2 separate regions of the Oryzias latipes genome follow, and region 2 is linked to region 1. A link is a contact called in public Hi-C data. All regions are on one chromosome and are shown on one strand. Each heading gives the region's core, a stretch centred on a gene start, on an enhancer-like site or on the middle of the called end of the contact. The rest is flanking DNA. Distances are from core to core; before and after follow the strand shown. Region 1 holds the start of parp3 (poly [ADP-ribose] polymerase 3). Region 2 holds the start of tex264 (testis-expressed protein 264).

What was found. Hi-C and Micro-C count contacts between places; a contact is called where the count stands out from the background.
Region 2: a Hi-C map of embryo shows a contact between it and region 1, with 3 times the contacts expected there. The contact joins the promoter of tex264 here to the promoter of parp3 in region 1. A contact is called at or near these places in 3 of 5 Hi-C or Micro-C datasets (embryo and fibroblasts).

The regions. Positions count from the first base shown.
Region 1 is chr5:2,898,374-2,904,867 of ASM223467v1, reverse strand. It overlaps parp3 (poly [ADP-ribose] polymerase 3), which reads left to right and starts at 2,790. Exons shown (of 11, transcript XM_023954722.1): 1 at 2,790-2,923; 2 at 3,212-3,433; 3 at 3,512-3,637; 4 at 5,057-5,236; 5 at 5,321-5,459; 6 at 5,686-5,909; 7 at 6,086-6,241; 8 at 6,343-6,429. The coding sequence starts at 3,263.
Region 2 is chr5:3,052,152-3,058,532 of ASM223467v1, reverse strand. tex264 (testis-expressed protein 264) reads left to right here and starts at 2,146. Exons shown (of 4, transcript XM_004068477.3): 1 at 2,146-3,235. The coding sequence starts at 2,978. It overlaps LOC101172571 (Fanconi anemia group D2 protein), which reads left to right. Exons shown (of 44, transcript XM_011474649.3): 43 at 596-697; 44 at 1,592-2,091. The coding sequence ends at 1,669.

The DNA.
Region 1 (6,494 bases), core at 1,541-4,040:
ATTTAATGTTAAGTGGTTCATAGAGCTCATTGGTCTAGAATTATACTTGCCAGAGTTTTTCTTGGTACTGATCCTAACTGTGTAAAATGTAATCTAGGCCCTGCATATCTCACTCATGTTTTTGACATGCCCGTCGCTTTCTGGAACTCTGTGTTTGACTCACTAGCCTCTGTCTGTTACGTCAGAGTACAGCAATCCCCAATGAAAGCTCTCTTTGGTGTACTCCCGGACAATCAGTCCCTCTCACCTTGGTCTGAGGGTCTTGTAGCTTTTTTGACACTGCTTGCCCGGTGGACTTTCTTGATGCGCTGGAAAGATCTTTGCCCACCCACTCATTCACAATGGATAAAAGACTCACTTTCTTTTATCAAGCTGGAAAAAATCAGACATTCTATTAATGGTTCTGGATCTAAATTATCTGAAATTTGGTCACCTTTCTTAGAACATGTCCTTGACCTTAGAAACGACCCAGTGAGCTTTCAAATATATCAACAGGTGTGAGGTGTTTAATGTCTTTGCTGCACATATATTGGTAGCACAGTGTATTGTTTGTATGATTATTTTATTTATTTATTTGTTTTTATCTTTTTTTATTTTTGTAATTTTTATTTTCGAATGGTGTAATTGCGTTTTTGAATTGTTTTCTTATTTGAAAATTTTCTAAATAAATCATACATAAACAAAGGAAGTGTGAGAGTCTCATATGGTTTGGCCAGCAATGACCTGAACCCAACAGAGCACATCTGAGACCAACTGGAGCAGAGACTGGATGATGGTACCCCACCCCCAAGTTACCTGCAGAACTATGCAGCACCTGTAGAAGAGTAGAACGCCTCAAAACGACATCATGAGGCTGGTGAGGAGCAGGAGACGCCGCTGTCAACAAGCTTCGTTATGGGCATGGCAAAAGGGGAGGCCTCTCAAATGTGATGGCCTGCAAAAATCCACAACTAACTAAAGAAATTAAAAATGACCAAAAAAACCACAAAATTAAAACAAAAAAAAGATGGACAGATGGACAAATAGACAGAGAGACATAAATATGGAGAAAAGAAAAATGCAGCCTCAGCAGGCCAGAAAACAGTGTTCTGTTGGTGCGGGTCCCAAGCCCGGTAAATGCAGAGGTCTCAGGAAGAACACTCAATATCAGATTTATAAGACATATAAAAAAGATCAGAGAAGATGGATTTATAGATAAATGTAATGATATAATGATAACATGGTTTTCCAAGCAATTTTAAGGGCTTGGAGGGATACGACACCTCAAACTCTCAGTACACCCAGAATGACACCCCTCCCCCTCCGAATCTCTACCTGCACCCCAGCAAATGGTGGAAATACCCGCTATTGACATCAGTCAGTTTTACTTATTGTTGTCTTAATTATTTGGGCAATGAATATCAAACTAATGAAAAGGATATTTCTTCTCATTCATTATTACGGTAGTCAAATCAAAGGGAACTTTTGCACATTTTATTAAAATTCAAAACAAATTGGAAAAGCGACTGATGTAAAACATCAGAATCCCTAAATTGTACTTGTTAAAAGCAGACAAAAAAGTAATATTGGTTTGATTCTTCTCTGTCTTTATCAGTGCAACAATGAGGGTTAGAAAGTAAACTAAAGTAAAAAGTAAAAACTGAAAGTAAAAAGTTGCATTTGTGGTGGAAATATGTTTAAATGTGTAATTGCTAAATGTGGTTGCTTTAAATTATTTAATGGCATTGCTTCTTAACCCTTGTGCTATCCTAGGCACTTTAAAATTGGGAGTTGGATCATCTAGACCCACTAGACAGTGCTCTGAACCTTTTTTCTTCAATGATTTGTGATCTTCACTGGTGTCCATGGATTACATGAAATCTTTCCACCTTTATCCACCTTTGTCATGGTAGGAAGAACACGTTAATGTAAGGGGGGGTCATAGGATAGCACAAAGGTTAACAGAAGAAGAACCCCGTAGAAAGGAAGTTAGTTTTCCTATTAAAGGGGGTGGGATAACTGATGTACAATGGTGTGATCCTGACTCGCACCAACGTTTCAAGATTTGAGAGAAATCCACAGTATAAAGAGGTTTAATGCTGATCTAGTTGAAAAATACTCATACAAACAGAATTTATTCCAAACACGTGTAATGAAGTGTATCTCTTATACCGAAATTGGGGCATTTTCCTACATTTTAGAAAATCATGTCACCGAGACAAACGGTGGTTGAGTTACAGCAGTTTGTTCAGAATTTCAACTTGAATTTTTTAAAGACTTTAAGTACTTGCGAAATCATTTGAAGACAGCGGAAAAGTCCACAAAGAGCAGAACAAATGCCTGTTTGAATTTTTAAATAGAATAAAGAAAGCAGATGTTAGGATTGTAGAAAGTTTAAGGTTGCAGAAGACCCTTCCCCATGTACAGTATTTCTATGGTAAAGGCTTCAGCAACTTCATTGAATTGCAGAAGAACCATTAGTTGCAGAAGAAATTGCACAAGATAGGAATAATATCCATAACTTCCATAACAGAAGATCCGCACGGCAAAAAAACGTACAGAAGAGCAGTAGGTTGATTGCATAACGAAATCAAACTGATCAAACCAATAGAAGAGAATAAAAATAGTTTGATAGTATGATTCAAACTAGTAGAAAGTGTTCTCCATCATTTTTTTGTTTTTTTACCAGTGCTGCCTTCCTTCATCAGCCACTAAACTTAGGGGACCTGATCTAACTTGCTTCTGCCGCCAGGGGGCGACAACAGCCCGACTGCAGACGTCCTCCATGTGTTACAACTGAAGATAAACAAAGTGCAGTCGGGCTCCACCCCGCAGTCACGGTCTGTCTCCGGTTCGTGGCCTGTTCACCCATTCAGAGACAAAGCTGTAACCGGCCTTTCCTGTCTTCTGCCCCTTCAATCGGCTGCTAGTCTGTAGCTAAACGGTGAGTTTTCGGTTGTTCGGTAAAGTGATGACACGTGAACGTCGGTCGGACGGTGTTGGTCTGATCCGGTCTCGTTGCTTTGCAGAGATTCGGTTCGCTTGTAGCTGCTGACGTGCCACCGTGTTCGTGTGCGGGACGTTTGTGTCCGAGCATTTCCGGTGTTAAACTGTGACCTGTCAGATCATTAAATTTGTGACCGCAGATCCACGGAGCCACGCCGGCCGTGGGCCTGGAGACACAGACAGACATCGCTTTACTTACTCTACTTTGTTTACCTGCTACTTAAAGTCACGCAGGACGTCTGCACTCCCGTGTCTGCGCAGACACGACCGGGGAAACATGGCACCAAAGAGACGAGCTGCCTCTGCTGCCAAGGCTGGAGGGAAGAAAGTGAAAGAGGAGCCCAAAGATGCCTTCACCTCCGCCAAAGAGGCCCTTCTGGCTGCAGGGGCCCAGCCCAAAGGCAGAAGGGCGGTGGATGAACAGTGTCCCCTGGCTTCCACGGGCGAGGTGGGCTGGTTGGCCCTTTATGATGATGTCAACATCATTATGGCTTTTTGATGGAAACAAATGCGTGGTTCTCACCAGGTGTATGAGGACTACGGCTGCATGCTGAACCAGACCAACATAGGTCACAACAACAACAAGTTCTACGTCATCCAGGTCGTTCAAGAAAACAAGAGGTTTTATTCGTGGAACCGGTGGGGGAGAGTGGTAAGTGGGTTCACTTTTCCTTTCATTTCCAATTAAATGTGAAGTCTTTCTTGGTGTTTGAACATGCTTTTATTAGGAAAATCTATCTTAAAATGACATTTTTAAGTATTTTTATTATTCAAATCGTTGTTAATCAAGAGCAGATGAAAAAAATGCTGTTTGCAGAAGCTTGTAAGTGTGATGTACAAGTTTCTACGGCAAGCCAGAAGCTCCATTCTGATGCATCCCTTTGCAGACAATTAAATCCATGAACGTCTTTGTTTTACTCGTCTGAGGTGGAATCTGGAGCAAAACTGTACGGATGGATAGATCTGATATTTCTCACCATTTTAGATGCACTGGTAATGATAGGTTGGTGGTGGTGTGAGGGGCTGTAAGCTAGTGGGAGAATGTATAAACAGATGGATGATGGGAGGGGTGGGTGGGCTCGCCTTACTCCTTGCCAACAACTCAGACGTGAATTTCTGATGAACTCCCACCGCTCTGCAGTAACTATGTCCTAGAAAATGACACAAGTGTTTAGATTTAGCCTAAAAACGGCATACATTACAATCAAAAGACCACTGGGAACGCTTTTACAATAGATTAATAGACTTTATATTATTTGATGTTTGATTTTTACAGTTCAAAATAATTAGATTAGATTATATAACTTTATTTATCCCACAATGGGGAAATTCACAGATATGCAACAGCAAGGACATTCAGAAATGACATTCAAGTTAAATAAATACATAATACATAAATAAATAATAAAATAATATTAAATAAATAAATAATACATCTAAATGTGCAAAATAGTGTGTGGTCATCTTAAGCTGTACATGGAAACAAAAGAGGTGAACAGATGAGTCCTTCATGACAGTGTCCCAGATTCAACATGAATCATAGAGTACATCATGTACAACAAAGAAAGTACTAAACAATTCATAAAACAAACAAAACAAAAAACAAAAAGGAATAAAAAAGCAGCAGCTAAAAACCAATACATCAACTATCAGAAGCACACTGCATCCATAGTGATGATGACTGTGTAAGTAGCCAAAATAGTTGAGGCAAATTCTGCACATGCAAGTTTCCTAATTCTCTTGCGTTGCTGGTGGAGATGTAAACAACTGTTAAATCACATTTAGTTCCATTTTTCTGATACTTTAATAATAGTTATACATTTTCTCACATCATTACAGTGTGAAATACATTTGTAGTTTGCTCAAACATCTGCTGCACATGACACATGTTTATTTTTACCCTATCAAGAATGTATTTATTATCCAAATACAAGATATCACCAGTTTCTTTAGTAATGTTTGGAGGTTTACTGGAATACAGACTTTACAAAGACTGTCAGTTCCTTGTTGTAATACACTTCTTCCTCTATCAATTTGCATGTGACTGCCTCGTCCTTTCATGCAAATTCAGGGTGAAGTTGGACAAAACAAACTCAACTCATTCGATACGCCTGAGAAAGCTGTCAAGGACTTTGAGAAGAAGTTTAAGGACAAGACAAAAAATGACTGGAGCAACAGGAGCAACTTTGTCACTCATCCTGGGAAATACACTCTGATTGAGGTGGAAGGAGAGCAGGATGCCGAGGTCAAGGCAAGTGCTCTGCTTTATCAGCCAGCAGATGTTGGTGTCATTGATGGCAGCCGTACTCAGCATCTTCTTTCTTTTTCACTCCAGGTTGACAGTGTTGATGGAAAAGCCGTCAAAGTGCCTAAAAACACCCTGCCTTGTACCCTCGATGAAGCCACTCAGAAGCTCATTACACTTATTTTCAGCAATGACATGTTTAAGGAAGCAATGGAGTGTATGGACTTAGGTAAATGTGTCTCCTTTCTCCATCTATTTATTCATCTGTACCTGTTCAGTGGGCTGTGTGGGTATTTATTTGAACTGTTTTTGACAGAAGAACAAGTGTCTTCCTCACATTTTAATGTCTAAATTAAAACAACGTTTCCCAAAATGCTAAACTTTTAAGCCAAAGAAACGACAGTCCAAAGCTATACCCACTTGATTTTGGTCTGTGTCTGTTTGTCATCATGCAGATATCAAAAAGATGCCCTTGGGCAAACTAAGTAAGGTTCAGATTGCAAAGGGCTTTGAGGTTTTAGAGGAGATTGAAGCAGCCTTGAACAAACCCAACCAAAGACATCTTCTAGAAGAACTTTCCTCCAAATTTTTTACCACAATTCCTCACAACTTTGGCCGGAACAGGCCCCCAACCATCAACACCAAAGAGATCATTGAGCATAAAAAACAGATGCTTATGGTAAGTGGGAGGAAATTGGTTTTGATCAACTTGTATTACTGTATTGGTTGCGTAATGGTGCAGCTTTAATTTAGGTTATATGTAATATAGAAATGGTTTTGATGTTTTCTTCTGGAGTCTGATTTGACGCCCTCGGTGGTCTTTACCCTGAACTGTTGTCTTTTGGTTCTGCCTAGGTCCTGGCTGACATTGAGCTAGCTCAGACTCTGAAGTCTGAAACGGAGAAGGCTCAGGAAGAGATGATCGAAACAGTTCCTCATCACCTGGACCAGGACTACATGTCTCTTAAATGCAAGCTTTCTTTACTGGACAAAAAGTCTAAAACATTTAAGGTATAGTCTCTTGATAAAAACTGCTGGAATCCTTTCAGTCATCGCGTTCTTTTTTTTTTTTAACAATGTGAAGTAAATCCCATCTCTGTTTGTTTGTGAAGATCATCGAAACGTACCTTAAAGCAACTTCTGACAAATTCTATAACCCAACAATTGTCAATGTGTGGGAGGTTGATCGAGAGATGGAGGTAGGCCCACATAGAACCCTAACTCCACATGTAGTACAAAAGAGCAATGGGCCCGCTTCTGTAAT
Region 2 (6,381 bases), core at 897-3,396, 150 kb before region 1:
ACTTCAATCAAAACTGCACTTTTGGGGTTCTGGTATCATTTTTCTGATGATGGAGGACATATATGAAAAGGAAAATGAAGATTAAAAAAGCATTTCAGAGTATTTTGTTATTCAAACTGCGGTGAATGAGGAGCAGTTGATAAAATGTGGTATGAAAAGGAGCGGACCACAAGCGCCCCGCTGCGCTCCTTCAGACAAATAGATCCGTGTGCGTCTTTGTTTTCCTCAACTGAGCTGGAATCTGGATCAACTGTACGACTGGAGGGCTCCAAAATTGCTCGCCATTTTTGTTGCACCACTAATGCTGGGTTTGGGTTGTGAGGGGCTGTAAGCTAGCGGGAGAAAGATTAAAAAAAGGGACGATGGGATATCAGTCAGCAGAGGCGTACTCCCCACCTAAAGCCCCTCCCACAGCTCAGAGGGGTCTTTCTAATGATCTCCTGCCACTCTGCAGAAATGATGTCCCAGAAAACGACTCCGTTATTTTGGAGTTAGTCTAAAAACGGCATCATCGGAATGAAAAGACCACTGGGAACGTAAATAGATCGAAGGATGATCGGAGCGGGACTTTAAAGAACTACTCTGTGTCTTTTAGGGGGAGGAGATTCTCTCACAGCGGTCACAAGACAGTGACGAGGACGAAGATGAAGAAGAGGGCGAGGGTCTGCCACTTCCACAGCAACTGTCAGATGATGAGGTATCTGACGTTTCTAACGGTAAAACGGCGGCCGCAGAGACGAGGCAGCGGGGTTTCATCCTCTCTGAACATAGAACTGCACAAACAGTCATGAAGCCACAGCGACAACGAACAAACAGTAACAGCAGTCATTTGAATTCTGTTTCTGTCCTTTATCCATATTTGACATGAAGCGTTTGCTGTGTGGACTCACTCCAGTGTTGCATTAAGCATGTAAGAGTCTATCAGTAATATAAGTATATAACTATGGGATGTCATTGCAAATTGGGCAAAAGCAGACAAATAAATACGAGTAACCCTTGTTCCATCCTAGGCACTTTAACATTAGGAGTTGGGTCATCTAGACCCACTAGACCAGGGGTGGGCAATTCCAGGCCTCGAGGGCCGGTGTGTCTGCATGATTTCCAGATAGTCTTGCCCTACTCGTGGCTGATTACCTGGTTCAGGTGTGTCCAGCCAATCAGAACATGCCAGAGCAGGGTATGCTGGAAAACATACAGGAATGCGGCCCTCAGTGCCCACCTCTGCACTAGACAGTGCTCTGAACCTTTTTTCTTCAGTGATTTGTGATCTTCACTGGTGTCCATGGATTACATGAAATCTTTCCACCTTTATCCACCTTTGTCGTGGTAGGGAGAACACGTCAATGTAAGGGGGGGGTCATCTAAGATAGCACAAGGGTTAAAGAAGTTGTAACTGAACGTTTGTGTGTGACGCCTGCATCAGAGCACTGCACTTTGAACAACAGTGACACCTACTGTCCTAAAGGTTGAAGGTAAATACTGGACATGATGCTGCAGGACAATGGAGGATTTTCCAGCCACTGTGTTGCTAAGCTGAACTTAAATTGATCATTTCTTCTTTCAAACTTGACTCTCGTCTCGTCTCCTGCAGGCTGACAAGAGCGACTCTGAGGCAACAAAGAAGACCAACGGAGGAGATGAAGATGAAAGTGCAGATGACTCTGAGTAAACCCAGTCAGTATTATTAGGGGTTCCATTATTTTCTATCCTTTATTGAGTTGGAAAAAAAAATCGAATTTAAAAGTGGCCTGTTTATAGTCTTCAAGTAGTTTGATGACCTTTAGTGTCAGACATGCTGAATGGGGAAAAAGGTTTGTTGTTTATTACCTCTGTTTATTTCAGTAAGAACTTTAGGCTCACAAAGAGTTCATGAAATGTAGCTTTTGTTCAAAGATTCCAGTTTTGGGGCTTTGTAACTTCACATTCAGCTTTGGAAAATGTTATTTCTATCAAGAAAATAAAGACGTTGTTTGTCTTGAACACAACAGATTTTGTGTTTTTGTAAAAAGTGATTCTGATCTTTGTTTCCTAAAAAATGTTTCACTCACTTTGATCGTCTCAAGACAGGAATAAAGCCAAGAAAAACACTTATTCTTATTCTTGCCAGGTTTGTGTTTGTTTATTTAGTGTTTACAGGCCGCGCAAATGAACCACACAGCTTTGGTTTTAAGGAGACATTTTCATTTCACAACATTAGCTGTTTTTCCCACAAGATCTTTACGGTACAAATGTTTTACAAACCTCGAAAAATAGCAGTTAAAAGTAAGAAGTAGTCATTTTTTATCTTTAAATCCCCTAAAGAGGTCTAAAATTGCTTCAATTCGTTCTAAAGTGAAAACAAACGATCCTTTTAATGCTGACTTTTTTGTTACCGCACACAGTATTAACCTGGGCATCCCAACACATCACAACACAATCTGCATTTAAAACAAGACTTGAAACGAAAATCAGTGAAAGATCATAAAAAAGTGTTTTCCTCTTAAACCTGGGCTAAACCACATTTAAGAAAAACGGGGGTGCAGCCAATATTCGCGCGCAAGCTCTTGATTTAAGCAGATATTTGTCAGTGTTTAAATACGTGTTTTTTATTTTTGCTGTTATAAGAGAAACGTGTGATAATTTGATGGCGTTGTGTTGAAATCTACAGCAGTTATGTAAAAAGCTCGTCCGCGCCTCCCCTTCCTGCCGGAGAAGAATGGTCTATTCAGGAAGCTTGTTTCGCTGTTTGTGAAAAAAAAAAAACCGTAAACAAACGAGCTTTCTACTTCCACTGAAGCGCCTGCTGTCACCTTCCTTTAGAAATATCTGTAGCTGTAGACAAAAGAAAAAATTAACAAAAAAAGAAGACTATTAGAATCTTCGGTTATAGTGACGCCTCGGTGTTGCTTGTTGTTGGAGTAGACTTAGTTGCGTCCGGCGGAGGACGGTTTGACTGCAGCCACTCCATCTGCTGCAGCGCCCTCTTCACTAATACACCATGTCTGATTTCATCCTGCTGCTGCTGATCTTCGTCCTCCTGCTGTGTCTGCTCGTGACAGTCGGGGGGCTGCTGGTGTACTCGGGGCTGCTGTCAGACGTGGTGGTGAAGACGGGGCCCCCTCCTGTCCCCAGTGTCACCATCGCCTACAAGTTCAAGCGGGGCTCCTACAAGGACAGTGGTGCGGGCTACACGGAGAGCTGCAGCATCGGCCCAAAGCTGAAGTCCATCGGGATTTTTTACGATGATCCTAAGGAGGTGAGAGCCCACCACTCTGCAGCTGGCCTAAAGCTTGTGTCCTTCTTCTTCTTCTTCTTCTTCCTCTGGCTGCACAGGAGTTGCTGGTCTGTTCACACACGACTGCTAACCACAACCTGCCCTGTGTGTCCTGATGAGTTGCAGGTCAATGGGACGGGTTCTGCTTGACTAAAAGATAAAAGCTGTTTAGGTTTTTCCAAGTTTGGGGTAAAACACACCCGTTATGTAATAATACCCTGTCATTATAAAAGAGTGCAATGACATGGTCGTCCATGGAAATGCTTCCACAGGCAGCCGTGCTGGTCGTTTTCCCGCTCCAAAGACCATTGTTTAAAGATATCAGTCAAACGGTTTGCATAAAACCATTTTCGGTTTGACAGATCAACACACATCGGATGTCCTTTTCTTTCCTGTCAGAGTTGGACCTAAACTGTCTCTTCTAGAGGAGACTTCCAACAGTAGAACATTTCTATCAACAGGACTGCAAATTCTATCAATTTAATAATTCAGGTAAAAGTCAAGTAAGTTGACGAGAAAAGCTCCTAAAATGTCTCTAAAGAAGCAAATGTTCAAAAAGTTGAGTGAAAGTGAAGCTCCCATAGCTGTCCCACCTGGGTGTGAGACGTTTGCTCCCCTGGGGGAGACGCCACAGCGGTCGGGAACCCCCTCCCAATCCAGCCCCTGTCTATCAAGCAGGGAGCCCCACTTTTAGAGTACTTGTTATGACTCAGCCTGGATTTGATCTCGCGACCTTCCAGTGTCCGGGCGGACACTCCACCACAAGACTTTGGAGTTTTCACCAAAACGCCATCATGGACGTTTTCCGTGTCATGGCTCACACGAAAACGTTGGGGGTAAATAATCATCTGACTAGGTGTCAAATATCAATGGCCAATTTTTCTCAATGAGCTCATTTACTCGCTAACCAGCTAAACACTAACCAGAAGAAACGTGTGAACTCCTACCAAACAGCTCATGAAATAAGTCTGCATTTGGACTCTTTAGCACTGACAGCACAAACAGAACAGGGCAGTGTGGAGGCAGTAGTGTTGTTTATGTTGGGTAGCTTCAGGGGTTAATGTACAAACTGCCCCTTTAAGGAACTAAGCCCGAGTGATGAAAGCGGTCAGCTGCTCGTTTGCCACGTTGCTCTGTTGATTCTTCTTCTGTCATCTGTGCCTGCAGGGCGTTTTGCCATTTTCCATTTTTAAAGTGCGTTGGAAAAAAAGAAGTGCCAACAAAGCCTCCTTACATGCAGCTGACACACAAGGAAAATGTTTTTCTGTCAGGATCCCAGCATAACGTCCTACACCCAAAAAACAAACAAACTGATTCAACCCAAATGTTACATAAAGTAAATCTGAATTTGTGATCTGTGCAGAGTTACATGCTGTTATGCATCTCCCAGCTGTTTTTTGTTTAGTTTTTCAGCTGTTTTCAGTCAACAAGACTTGTCTACACAACAGTTGCTAGTTAGACAGCAGTGTTTAAGTTCCCAGCCATACAGGAAGTTCACCCACACACACACACAGACACACAAAGTTGTGGGAAGCTCTTGTGTATAGTCTGAGAGTAACCTGAGAGTTCCTCCACAGTGCCATTCGAGTGCATTTCGCTACAGCTAAGACAATCATTTGTAGAAATAATGTGGTCAAAAGAGACTTTATGGCAGCAGCAGACACACAGAAGGTCATTCTATTCATTGAACACATAACAAACTTGTCTAATATTTCTTTTTAAGTAATGCTTATTTGCTAACAAAGTCATAATTTTGTAACTCTCAGATGATTTTGTAAGGATAGTTTTCTGTTTTCTACCAGTTCTTTGTGTTTTAAAAAAATAAGGTCATTCGTTTGACAAAGGACAATAACAGAAGTTTTTTCCATACGCCACTGGACTGTGAGAAGAATTTCCATCATGAGATCATGAGTGTCTTTTTCCTAAGACGCAATGTTGAGGTTTGAATCCCTGACTTGACTGACTGACAAACAGCTGCTCGACTCTATGAGTCACAGGCGCCTCCCGATTCAACACACCTCTTTCAAATGATGTTTGTTGTGTTTTTTAAAGCTGGAGGAGATATAAAGTAAGAAAAAAGAAAGCCTAACAGACATCAAGTGTAGGTGAAATATTAGTTCTGAACACTAGATGGTGCTGTTGGCATTAACGCTCCACAGAGACTTTGACAAAGTGTATCCCTTGTGCTATCTTATGGGGTCCAAATGACCCAACCCTTACATTGATGTGTTATCCCTGTCATGATAAAGGTGGAGAGGATTTCATGTGAATCCATGAACACCAGTGAAGATAAAAAATATTTGAAGAAAAAAAGGTTCAGCACATTGTCTAGTGGGGTTCAGATGACCCCACTCCCAACGTTAACGTGCCTAGGATAGCACAAGGGATTTATACACATCTATATGTGTGTGTGCGTGCGTGTATGTATGTATGTATATATATATATATATACACACACACATACACTGTATATAATAATATAAAAGTGTGTTTCTGTGGTTTGTTGTGACTCAGTTCAGAGAACAGGAACACAAGTCAATTTACTTTTTAATAATTAGTTGCCATCAAACACAAAATTTAAGGCTTCTCATTTCTGCAATTTAAAACTTTTTATTTATTCAGTTTAAATGCTGCTGTTTGATGTTTTAAAATCCCTCTAACTGGTCGTGCTATTAATTGCTGTTTTGAAAGGAAGCACAGGTCTGTCTTAAAGACTCAAAAATATTCTCACTTATTCATCAAGCAGAATACTTTGAATAGATTTATAGAATTAATTTGGTGCTATAGTGATAGCTGGACCTTCTGACTGTTTTAGTGCTTATTAATTCTTGGCTAGTTTTAAGCTTTTATTCTCTTTGTTTTTTAGGTGTCCTTCAAAAAGGAAACATAAACTATTTTGTTTCACATGTATGGCACCTTAGCAGTCTAAGCGAGCTGCGGCCCGGACTGTTGCGGAGGTGAAAACTCGGTCCTGGGAGGAGTTCGGTGAGGCCATGGAGAAGGACAATCGGTTGGCCTCGAAGAAATTCTGGCAAACCATCCGACGACTCAGGAGGGGAAAGCAGTTCTCCACAGGCACCGTTTTCAGTGCAGGTGGGGAGCTGTTGACTTCGACTGGGGACATTGTC